Linked DNA regions of Oryctolagus cuniculus: region 1 is linked to region 2. Evidence: chromatin contacts called from public Micro-C data. All regions are on one chromosome and are shown on one strand. The core of a region is the stretch at or near the end of the contact, and the rest is flanking DNA. Distances in the headings are between cores, read along the strand shown.

Region 1 (5,036 bases), core at 344-2,843, 190 kb before region 2:
ACTTTCCAGTTTCCCTAATCCCCACTGCTCCCTGTTGCCTCTCAGCAGCCCACTTCACTGCCCTGATCCTCCTGGCCCCGTGGCCTTGTTTTTGGGAACCTGCAGGTGCAATCCTCCCTCCTTCCTCAGAGTGCCATCCTCCGGAAAGGGCAGCTGTGCCCGGGGCCCCAGGTCCTCAGAGTCTTGCTCCTGGCCACTGTTTGGCTTCAAGCTGCCTCCTAACATGGCAAACTGCAACAAAACTTAGCCCCACAAACCCTAACCCGACCCAGGGTGTATTATGGAGCAGGTAGCTGGGGCTCAGCCAGTCACAGTCGCAGGCTTCCAAGTGATCAGACTACGTTCCTAAGAGGCAATGCTGAGCTGCAGCCAGTAAGCTGTTTGCAGCCACCCCCTGTCCTGTGTGTGAATACTGCCTGCCCACTCTGCTGGACGGAGCTTTCCGAACCGCTCTTGACCCTGAGTGCTGCTCAGGTAAACGCTGGTAAGTGCACCGTTTCTAAAGGTTTAAAACCAGCATTTGCTTCTTTCTCCTTCACTCAACCTCTCTCCTTCTCCGCTGCCTCTCAGTGTTTAAAAACACCACGATGTCTTCCATGTTTCGCAAATCTCTCCCTGTGGTCCCCACCTGACTTCTAGTCCTTAATATCCAAACTGTTATCTCTTGAAGGATTCTTCTCCGTCCATGGAGCCTAGTATATGGTAGGATCTCAACACTTGTTTTTTTTCAATATCCAGCAGGATGAAATACTATTGTAACTACCTTTCTTTATATCTTTCAAAATCATTTTAGTTAATGTTAGCTTTAAAAATAATGATTTTTCTCGATTGGATCTAGAAATTCGAACTCTCCAAACTCAGAATGACAAACCCTTAATGTATGGCGACAACTATAAGCATAGTCAGTGCCACGTGAGATCAACAAAGGACTCCATGCACGTAGGGGGTCCCAGCACAGGACAGTGGAGCCGAAACATTCCCTAGTTGATGGTGCGGCCTCTACGGCACGGCGGTGCAATGCCTGCTCTCGTTGGGGCGGTGATGCCAGCCCGTGCCCCCAGCCGGGCCCTGTGAGTGCAGAACACAGGGCCATGATAGCGACCGTGCGGCTGGGTTACTGTATGCGTGTATATAGCATCACGGCTATTTCCGAGTATGCTACTTCTGTGCACAATACAGTACCAGGCCCTCCGACTCTGGCAGCAGCCCCACACGTCTCATGTTTGTTGCCTCCTGATGGCATGAAGAAGCCACATACACACGACTGAACCATACCATCCAGGTCTACGCCGCACGCCCTGTGACGTTCAAACCGTGACGAAAATCGCCCAATGAAGCGCACCGAAAGGGACCCGCGTGGCCCGGGCCTCCCAGGGCCAGCAGGAGCTCGGCAGCCCGAGCGATGCCAATGCCAGCAGAGGAAGCAGAGGACCGCGTTGCTGTTTCAAGGCCGGGCTCATACACCGAGGGCACTGCCAATTCCGGGGCCGTGCATCGGCCTCTGCGCACCCGGAGTGCTGAGCGCAGATTCGGATCTTCCTCCTTCCTGTGGGTGGGGCTGAAGTCCGCGCTCCGGGGCCCAGGACTGGAGAAAGCATGAGAGGGGGCGGGGCGATCGCCAGCCCCGCCCCCGCCCTCGCTGTGTACCCGGATAAAGTCCGCGGCGTGTGCCGCTGAGACCTGTTGGCTGAGCCCGCAGCACCAGCGCAATGCCCCTGACCCTGGGTTACTGGGACATACGCGGCGTGAGCGAGGGGTCCGCCCGGCGGGGCACGGGGCACGGGGGCACGGGGCCGGAGTAGGACGCTGAGCAGCTGGGCCGATTCTAGGCCGTGGTTCTAGTAGGACGTGGGAAGCCTACGTGTGTGTGTGTGTGTGTGTGTGTGTGTGTGTGCCCGTGTGTGTAGCGGGACGCTGGGGAGTGTGTGTGTGTTCGCGCGCGCGCGTAGCGGGGCACTAGGAAATAAACGGGGGTTCACTTTGAGGAGATGAGGTCAGCAGTCAGGCTTCCTCTCTGACCTCTGCCCTCGGGGTATTTCCACAGCTGGCCCACGCCATCCGCCTGCTCCTGGAATACACGGACACCAGCTATGAGGAAAAGAGATACACGATGGGGGACGGTAATGCTCCGCCTACTCTGACCTCCACCCTGCCCCTGCTGACTGACACAGAGCAACCTATGTGTGACCACCTGTTGCTGGCCTCTGCAGCCCCCACCTGCTGGAGCTGAGCCTGCCCAAGGCAGGGCGCAGGGTGGGGGAGCTGGACACCCCTGTGGCTGTGATTGGGTTGAGGTCTTACTTGGACGTCCCCACACCTTTTAGAAGCCTGTTGCATGCAGAGTCCAGGGCCCATACCTTCACTCTTTCCCCCAGACCTGGATATGACACCCAGTGGTTCAGATCCCAGATGCCTGTCTTGGGGGAGGGTCCTGGAGGAGAGGGCTGCACACTGGGGAGGTTTTGCTCTCACTTTGTTTAATCCACAGCTCCCGACTATGACAGAAGCCAGTGGCTGAGTGAGAAATTCAAGCTGGGCCTGGACTTTCCCAATGTAGGTGCAGGGGACGGATTTGGGGATGGGATGGGGGAGGTGCAAGGTGTCTGAGCCTCCGTCTCCTTCCCCAGCTTGGAGGTTTGAGGTCAGGGCCTTGTGCTCACCACTGTCACCCTGGTTCTCTACAGTGCTTTTCCGTGATGTTCTGTATCATAGCTCACTCACTCACTGCACAGAGTGTGTGCTTAGAGCCTGCCATGGGCCAGGCACAGAGGGTGCCAGGTGTCCCGTCTGCCCCTGCTCGGGGAAGGGGATGCTGGGAGCCCGGGAGCCCAGCTGACTGCCCTGGTCACCACGCAGCTGCCCTACCTAATTGATGGGACTCACAAGCTCACGCAGAGCAACGCCATCATGCGCTACCTGGCCCGCAAGCATGGCCTGTGTGAGTGGGGCTGGCTGTAGGGCGGGGGCGGGGGGCGTCCCCTGGGTGTGGCTGGGCCGGGACACTTAGGTCTCTGTGGTGTGGGCTGCAGGTGGGGAGACGGAAGAGGAGAGGATTCGCGTGGACATTCTGGAGAACCAGGCTATGGACGTTTCCAATCAGCTGGCTGAAGTCTGCTACAGCCCAGACTTCGTGAGTCATCTGCTATGCTCCAGGGGCTCAGCTGGGCAGCGTTGGATGCGGGGTCAGAGCTCTGGAATTCCCATGTACGGGGATCCTGTTTCTCCTTTGCACTTTTTGGAGCTACTTATCCTCCCAGTGGTTTCTGTGTTGCTGCCAGTGACCTCACCCCAAGTGAAAACTCCCGAGTCATTCCCAACCAGCGTAGGGCAGAGTCCAGCCTCCCCAGCCGGGACACTCAGTCCCTAGGGAGTAAAGTCGTGTATCCAGAGCGCTCCTCACCCTGACATGTGACATCCACCAGGGGCCGTCTCTCTCCCAGCTGCTTTCTGCCACCTGTGGGCTCCTGTCCATGAGAAAAAGGTGTGCAAGGTGGGAAACTCCACGGACGCCCTCACTTTGAACTTTGCCCAACTGCTTCCCCACCAGCGTGATTCAGGACACCTTGGGAGCTCAGGTTCAACCACAGGGCCTTTGTTCCTCCTCCTACTCACCCTCGAACTCTCCACAACTTCCAGACAGTCAAATGTCCATAACATGCTACCCTGCTGTCTAGAACTTTTTTCTTTCTTTTAAATATTTTATTTATCTATTTGAGAGGAAGTGTCAGAGAGAGAGACACACACAGAGAGAAAGGTCTTTCATCCACTGGTTCTCTCCCCAATTGGCTGCGATGGCCGGAGCTGTGCTGATCCAAAGCCAGGAGCCAGGAGCTTCTTCCGGGTCTCCCACGCAGATGCAAGGGTCTAAGGACTTGGGCCATCTTTCTACTGCTTTCCCAGGCCATAGCAGAGAGCGGGATCGGAAGTGGAGCAGCTGGGATGTGAACCGACGCTCATATGGAATGGCAGCACTACACGTGGCGGCTTTACCCACTATGCCACTGTTCCAGCCCCTGTCTAGAACTTTTTATTTTAAAGATTTATTTATTTTACTTGAAAGTCAGAGTTACACAGAGAGAGAAGGAGAGGCAGAGAGAGAGAAAGAGGTTTTCCATCCGATGGTTCACTCCCCAGTTGGCCACAATGGCCGGAGCTACACCAATCCGAAGCCAGGAGCCAGGAGCTTCTTCCTGGTCTCCCATGTGGGTGCGGGGCCCAAGGGCTTGGGTCATCTTCTACTGCTTTCCCAGGCCATAGCAGAGAGCTGGCTAGGAAGTGGAGCAGCCGGGATGCGAACTGGTGCCCATATGGGATGCTGGCACTGCTGGCGGCGGCTTTACCCACTACACCACAGTGCCGGCCCCTGGAACTTTTGACTTCATTCCTTGAACTATTTTCTTTGTTTCTTTCTCTCCTTTTGCCCGATGTCAGGGTCCAGAGCCTGGTAGGTCCTCCTGTCACTCATAGGTTTGTCCCACAGGAGGTTGTTTGGACATCAGTGGTGACAGAGTGAGCGTCAGTGTTTGGAGTCCTCTTTGCCTGCCTCTTAGTGATGGGGTCCGGTACCCATTAGAATTCTGGTAAATGCCACTGAATGAAATCAAAGTGCCAGTGCCAGTCTCAGCGGGGCCACGCCTCCTGCTGGGCAGCTCTGCCGGCGCTGACAGCTGATTTCTGTCTCAGGAGAAGCTGAAGCCCGAATACCTGAAGGGGCTCCCGGAGACCATGAAGCACTTCTCGCAGTTCCTGGGGAGTCGGCCCTGGTTCGCAGGGGACAAGGTAAAGCGCAGGGAAGGAGGAGGGGTCGTTCCAGCCGGGATACAGCATTGCACACCCTCACCCTCGGCCTCCTGCAGCTCACCTTCGTGGATTTCCTGGCCTACGACATTCTCGACCTGCACCGCGTCTTTGAGCCCCGGAGTCTGGACGCGTTCCCAAACCTGAAGGACTTCGTGGCTCGCTTTGAGGTGACGCCCGGCCCTCCTTCCTCTTGGAGGCTCTTTTTCCTGCCCCTTTCCCCGATGCTGGAGCTCCAG
Region 2 (5,359 bases), core at 374-2,873:
ACCTTTCTCAGAATAAGCTTTCCAAAACCATAAAGCCAATTCATGTATTTACACAGGTATAAGACATTTTAAAGCAAAATTATGATAGGAGGGTACTTCAAAAAGTTTCTGGATTAATGGAAATACAAGAAAAGTTTATTTTAGTGCAAAAAAATCTTGAAATTCATGCATACTTTTTGATATTTTCCATCAATTTTTGCATGGATTTCAACATTTTTGCACCAAAATAAACCTATCTTTTAATTTGCTTGCATGGACTTTTTGAGATATCCTCACAGTAAAATGTGAATATGTGTGGCCCAGCAGAAGTAAGAGTGACCACACTTTCAAAGTCGCGAATATAAATAACAGTAAAGATGCCCACAGCACATTTAATGGAATATGGAGACTTGATCCCTACCAGTGACAAACACAGTCATGGTTAATAACTGACATCACTTCACCACAGGAGATGCTAACTTGTTAGTGGAAAGGAAAACATTTTATTTTCTCTCTGCAGTTCAAGAACCCTTGAGTCTTATCCATCCAGGTTAAATGCCCCTATGACCCTGCCCCTCGGAGCAGGAAGAAGCCGCGGGGATGGATACCCGTCCAGGCCTTCCCTCTGCTCCCTCTCCCCCTAAAGCCACCTACATTGGGAAAGTCCAGATCGAGCTTGAATTTCACATCCAGCCATTGGCTTCGATCATAGTCAGGAGCTGTAAGAGAGAGACGTTAGGGGCCCAACCTCCTGAATACCCTGCCTAACGAGGAGTGCAAAGAGCCAAAGAAATGGCTTAGTTTCTTTACCTCAAATTCCCAAGGCTTAACCATTTCGTGTCTGGGGCCCATCTGGTTAAGCATTTAGGCGGGGTTCGGGCAGAGGATGCGGCTCTCCTCCCACAGGGCACAGCAGGGCTCCCCGGGTTTCGGGGGTGGGGGGACGTCCCGTGGGACCTCGGCGGGATGCCACTCTCTGGGCACAGCGGGCAGGTGGAGGGCCAGCTCCGGGCAACATTACCTTCGCCGCACGTGTACCGTTTCTCCTCGTAGCAAGTATCAGTGAACTCCAGCAGCAGGCGGATGGCGTGCGCCAGCTGGGGGAAGACAGCCCAGAGTCGGCGCCTGCGCGGCCGCCACCGGCTCCCAACCCCCGCCCGCCAACGTCCCCCGGCCCCGGGCTGCGGGGCCCCTGCATGCCGCCCGGGCGGTCGTTAAGCGGTCCCCAAGCGCGGCCCCGGCGGCCCGCAGCCCCCCGCAGCTCCCCGCGGGGCCGAGCGAGGCGAGAGGCATGGCAGGGGCGGGCCGGGGGGCCCGGCGGCTCGGCCGCGGCTTCTTGCGCCGCCCCGCGCTGACGGGCTCCGGAGGAGGGCGGCTTCTGGCGGAGGTCGCGGACCCGCAGAGACGCTCGGCCGGCCGCTGCCACGGCACTCACCCCCCGGATATCCCAGTAGCCGAGAAGCATAGATGACGTGGACGACATGGTGAGCCCGCCACTTCGACGCCAGCGAATCTTTGACGACCGGCGGCCGGCAGGCAGAGAGGGTTTATAGTCGACGTAAGTGGGTGGGGTCAACGTGAGCTCCTTGTCTTCGCCCCTCCGCCCTCGAGCGCCCTCTCCGCGCGCCAGCGGGGCCACGCGCATGCGCGACTTCTGTGGGTCCTGGAGTTCGGGGCCGGGCGACCCCAAGAACCCCGTGGGAGTGCGGGTGAGCGCGGCGTTGAGACTCCACGCTTAATCCATTAAAAGTGCCAGTCAAGGCGGGAAGTGCACCAACACCTAGGCAGTAGGGACCCTAGGGACATGACCATGGAAGGTGAAATCCATACCATACTTACCTTATTTACCAGGCAGGAGAATGGAGTGGGATGGGAGGGCTGGGGCAGTCCCCCAGAGTCGGACTGCCAGCCAGTCTTTGGGGTGAAGGGGGCAGGGGAAGAAGAGGATGAGGACCAGAAACCCGTTAATGACAGGTAGGAAGCATTCGAGGCAGCGGGCGTCGACCTCAAGTACTGTGGAGCGAGAGAGCTCTTCTGGGCAGCACAGGTGGTTCTAAGAGGGTCACAGGGAGGAGGTGGGCGTCGGAGCAAGGCCACTGGGAAGGGATAAGCTCTGGACACTAGGAGTGCAGTTCCAGGCAGGAGGAAGGCGGAACACTGGTTAGGGGTGGGGGGGCGGCAAGTCCTGCAGATGCACGAGGCTATGATGGGGCGCAGGGAGAGACACAGCTGTGGGGCCGGGTGGCCCAGGACTCGGACTGCCGGGGAGGGGGTGGGGTTCGGATGTTTTTCCTCTGCTCTACAGGGAGTTTTTGGATCTCCCCCTATCTGACAGAAATAGAATGCAGGCCACACATAGGACTTAAAAATTCTGTTTCTAGTAAAAAGAAACAGGTGAATCGATTTGAATAGCAGATTTTCTTTTAAGTCTGTATATTCCCCAAATAGGACAATCTCAGCCTGTCACTAATATAAGTAGGACTGAGATATTCTTCCGCTGCTTTTTTTTTTTCAAGATTTATTTATTTACTTGAAAGTCAGAGTTACACAGAGAGAAGGAGAGGCAGAGAGAGAGAGAGCGCACGACATAGCAGAGAGCTCGATCAGAAGTGGAGCAGCCGGGACTCGAACCAGTGCCCATATGGGATGCCAGCACTGCAGGCGACGGTTTTACCCACTACAGCACAACACCAGCCCCCTTCCATTGCTTTTTTAAAACACATCTTGAGTCATTCTACCCACATTTCACTTGCTCAGTGGCCACATGTGGCTTGTAGCTGCTATATTGGACAACACAGGTTTGGATACGCTGCTGAAGTGAGTGATACTGTCAGACTCTGCATCCGGGAAATTAATCTAGCTTCTTTGTGCACGATGGATTGGAGGAGGGACGAGGCTGTCATGTTTCATTTGCCCCTGCAAACAGCCCCCCAACAATGTGTATGAACATGCCTGTTAGGGCAGGCACTGATTACAAAGTTGAAATCAGCGGCCCCAAATCCCTGCCCTCAAGAAGGTGACATTCTAATGGAAAGATGCAGAAATAAATGAATATGTTGTAAGTCAGCAAGTGGTCCACATCCCGTGGAGAGAGAAATAAGGCAGAGATGAGAGAGGAAGGGTGTTAGGGTGGGAGTTGGTGGAGCCCCAGCAGGAAGGGGATTTGTGTTCTAAAAAGTGTGTTCATGGAAGGCGTCCCTGGGATGCTGACCTTTAAGCAAAGATGTGCAGGAGATGAAACATCCAACCACTCTGTCGTGGGGGCCACCGTGGCCGCAGGAGACCGGGGAAGCTCCAGGCAGAGGGGAGTCAGCACGGCACAGACAAGAGCGCCATGGGAGCGAGAGTGGCAGGGAAGAGGCAGGGCTGCGGGCTGGGGTGGCCAAGAGAACCGGAAAGAACTGGCAAGTGGGAGAACCCGGGAAAGCACTTGCAGGTGTTTGGAGGAGGGAGTGAGCAACCACCTCCCGCGTGGCAGAGAGGTCAGATAACGTGGACACTGAAAATTAACAGTGGAATCTAGCAGTGTGGGTGGCCTTGACCGAGCAGGAGGCTGCGGGCAACCCTGCAGCCCCGGGAGGAACCAAGCTTCTGAGTGTCCGCCTGGGAAAGCAGCACAGAGTTGCAGCCAGTCCAGAGAGCTAGGACTTGTCAGTTGGCTGGGGGAGGGGGTGGGGGTGGGGAGAGCAGAGTTCCTACCTGGCCTCCCTGCTGGGCCTCCATAGCACGCTCTGCTCTGAATTTCCACTCCCCTAGCCTGGGTGTGGGGAATCACATTCGTTCATTAGTTCATCTGGAGCAAAGTTGGGACTTTTTAAATGGACATTTCAGTTAAAAAAAAAAAAAGGAAAAAGTGCAGATCGCATGGGGGTGGGGGTAGATGAATGTATGCAGCCCGGGCCAGCGGCAACCTAACCTGGGGTGCATGGTTGGCATTTCCCAAGCCCCAGTGACTAGCCAGGCAGTGGACTCAGCCTCCCATCTGCGTCAGCCGATTCATTCAGAGGTAAGCGTCCCAAAACAACCTTGTGAAGTGGCATTGTGCCCATTTTATCCAGGGAGAAACTGAGTCCTGAGGAGGCTGGGTGAGCTGCGTGAGTCCCTGCGGGTGGCCCGGGATTTACAGCTAGGTCCGTGTGATGGTCTGGCAAGTGCTGGGTCCACTGTACACGGCTACACAGACAGCCCCTCACCCCGCCCCAGTCTTCTCTGAGGAATCTGGGGAGCACTGGGCAGAAGCACTTTGTTTTTCTGGTTGGGGTGGGGGGCAGGGGTCCCTGCTTCTAGGACTCCTGCAGCTCTAAGAAGCCAGGGCAATGGGTTAACATCTCTTTTTCTCCACTCCAAGAAATTAACTCTTCTGGTCAGATTTGCCCTGCAAGGGTCTCGCTTTTTCTCTTTTTCGCAAGGGCAAGTTTTTGCTTCCCTATTCTGGGTAACCAGATGATTTTCCAAGGCCAGGGATTTGAAGGAATGGCATCGGCAGCTGGAAAACAAACAAACAGAGAAAGCTGGGCCCTAGATGATGTTAGGGCTGTGAACAAATTCAACAAAGAAAAGACTTAAGGGAACATCTTTTTTTTATATATAAAACTTTTATTTAATAAATATACATTTCAAAAGTACGGCTTTTGGATTAGAGCGGTTCTTCCCCCAATAACCACCTCCCACTCACAAACCATCCCACCTCCTACTCCCTCTCCCATCCTATTCTTCATTAAGATTCATTTTTAATTATCTTTATATACAGAAGATCAACTCTCTATTAAGTAAAGAATTCAACAGTTTGCACCCACACAGACACACAGAGTATAAAGTATTGTTTGAAGACTAGTTTTACCATTAATTCTCGTAGTACAACACATTAAGGACAGAGATCCTACATAGAGAGCAAGCGCACAGGGACTCCCGTTGTTGATCCAACAATTGACACTCTTATTTATGATGTCAGTAATCAACTGAGGCTCTTGTCATGAGCTGCCAAGGCCATGGAAGCCTCTTGAGTTCACAAACTCAGACCTTATTTAGACAAGGCCATAATCAATGTGGAAGTCCTCCCTTCAGGGAAAGGTACCTTTTTCTTTGATGGCCATTAAGGGAACATCTTAAGAACCCTTAATAGGCCCTTGAGTCCAAAAGTATCCCACCCCTTCTTGTGGATTAAATCAATAACAGCATAGCTGCTGTTATGTAGAGAGGAGAGCCCATGGCAGTTTTGAGTTCAATTTTTATTTAATAAGTTTTATTTATAATTTTATATAAATTTATAATTTATAAATATATAATTTATAAATTTATATAAAATTTTATTTAGTAAGTTTTATTAAAAAAAAAAAAGAAAAACCACAGAGCATCCAAACTCTTACTTAAGAGTTTGCGC

The links. Hi-C and Micro-C count contacts between places; a contact is called where the count stands out from the background.
Region 1: a Micro-C map of ear pinna shows a contact between it and region 2, with 2.9 times the contacts expected there. The contact joins the promoter of GSTM4 here to the promoter of GSTM3 in region 2. A contact is called at or near these places in 3 of 6 Hi-C or Micro-C datasets (ear pinna, psoas muscle and an unstated tissue).

The regions. Positions count from the first base shown.
Region 1 is chr7:60,755,479-60,760,514 of mOryCun1.1, reverse strand. GSTM4 (glutathione S-transferase mu 4) reads left to right here and starts at 1,593. Exons shown (of 8, transcript XM_002715799.5): 1 at 1,593-1,745; 2 at 2,045-2,120; 3 at 2,489-2,553; 4 at 2,857-2,938; 5 at 3,030-3,130; 6 at 4,684-4,779; 7 at 4,857-4,967. The coding sequence starts at 1,710.
Region 2 is chr7:60,562,068-60,567,426 of mOryCun1.1, reverse strand. It overlaps GSTM3 (glutathione S-transferase mu 3), which reads right to left and starts at 1,623. Exons shown (of 8, transcript XM_002715792.5): 1 at 1,415-1,623; 2 at 1,001-1,076; 3 at 634-698. The coding sequence starts at 1,462.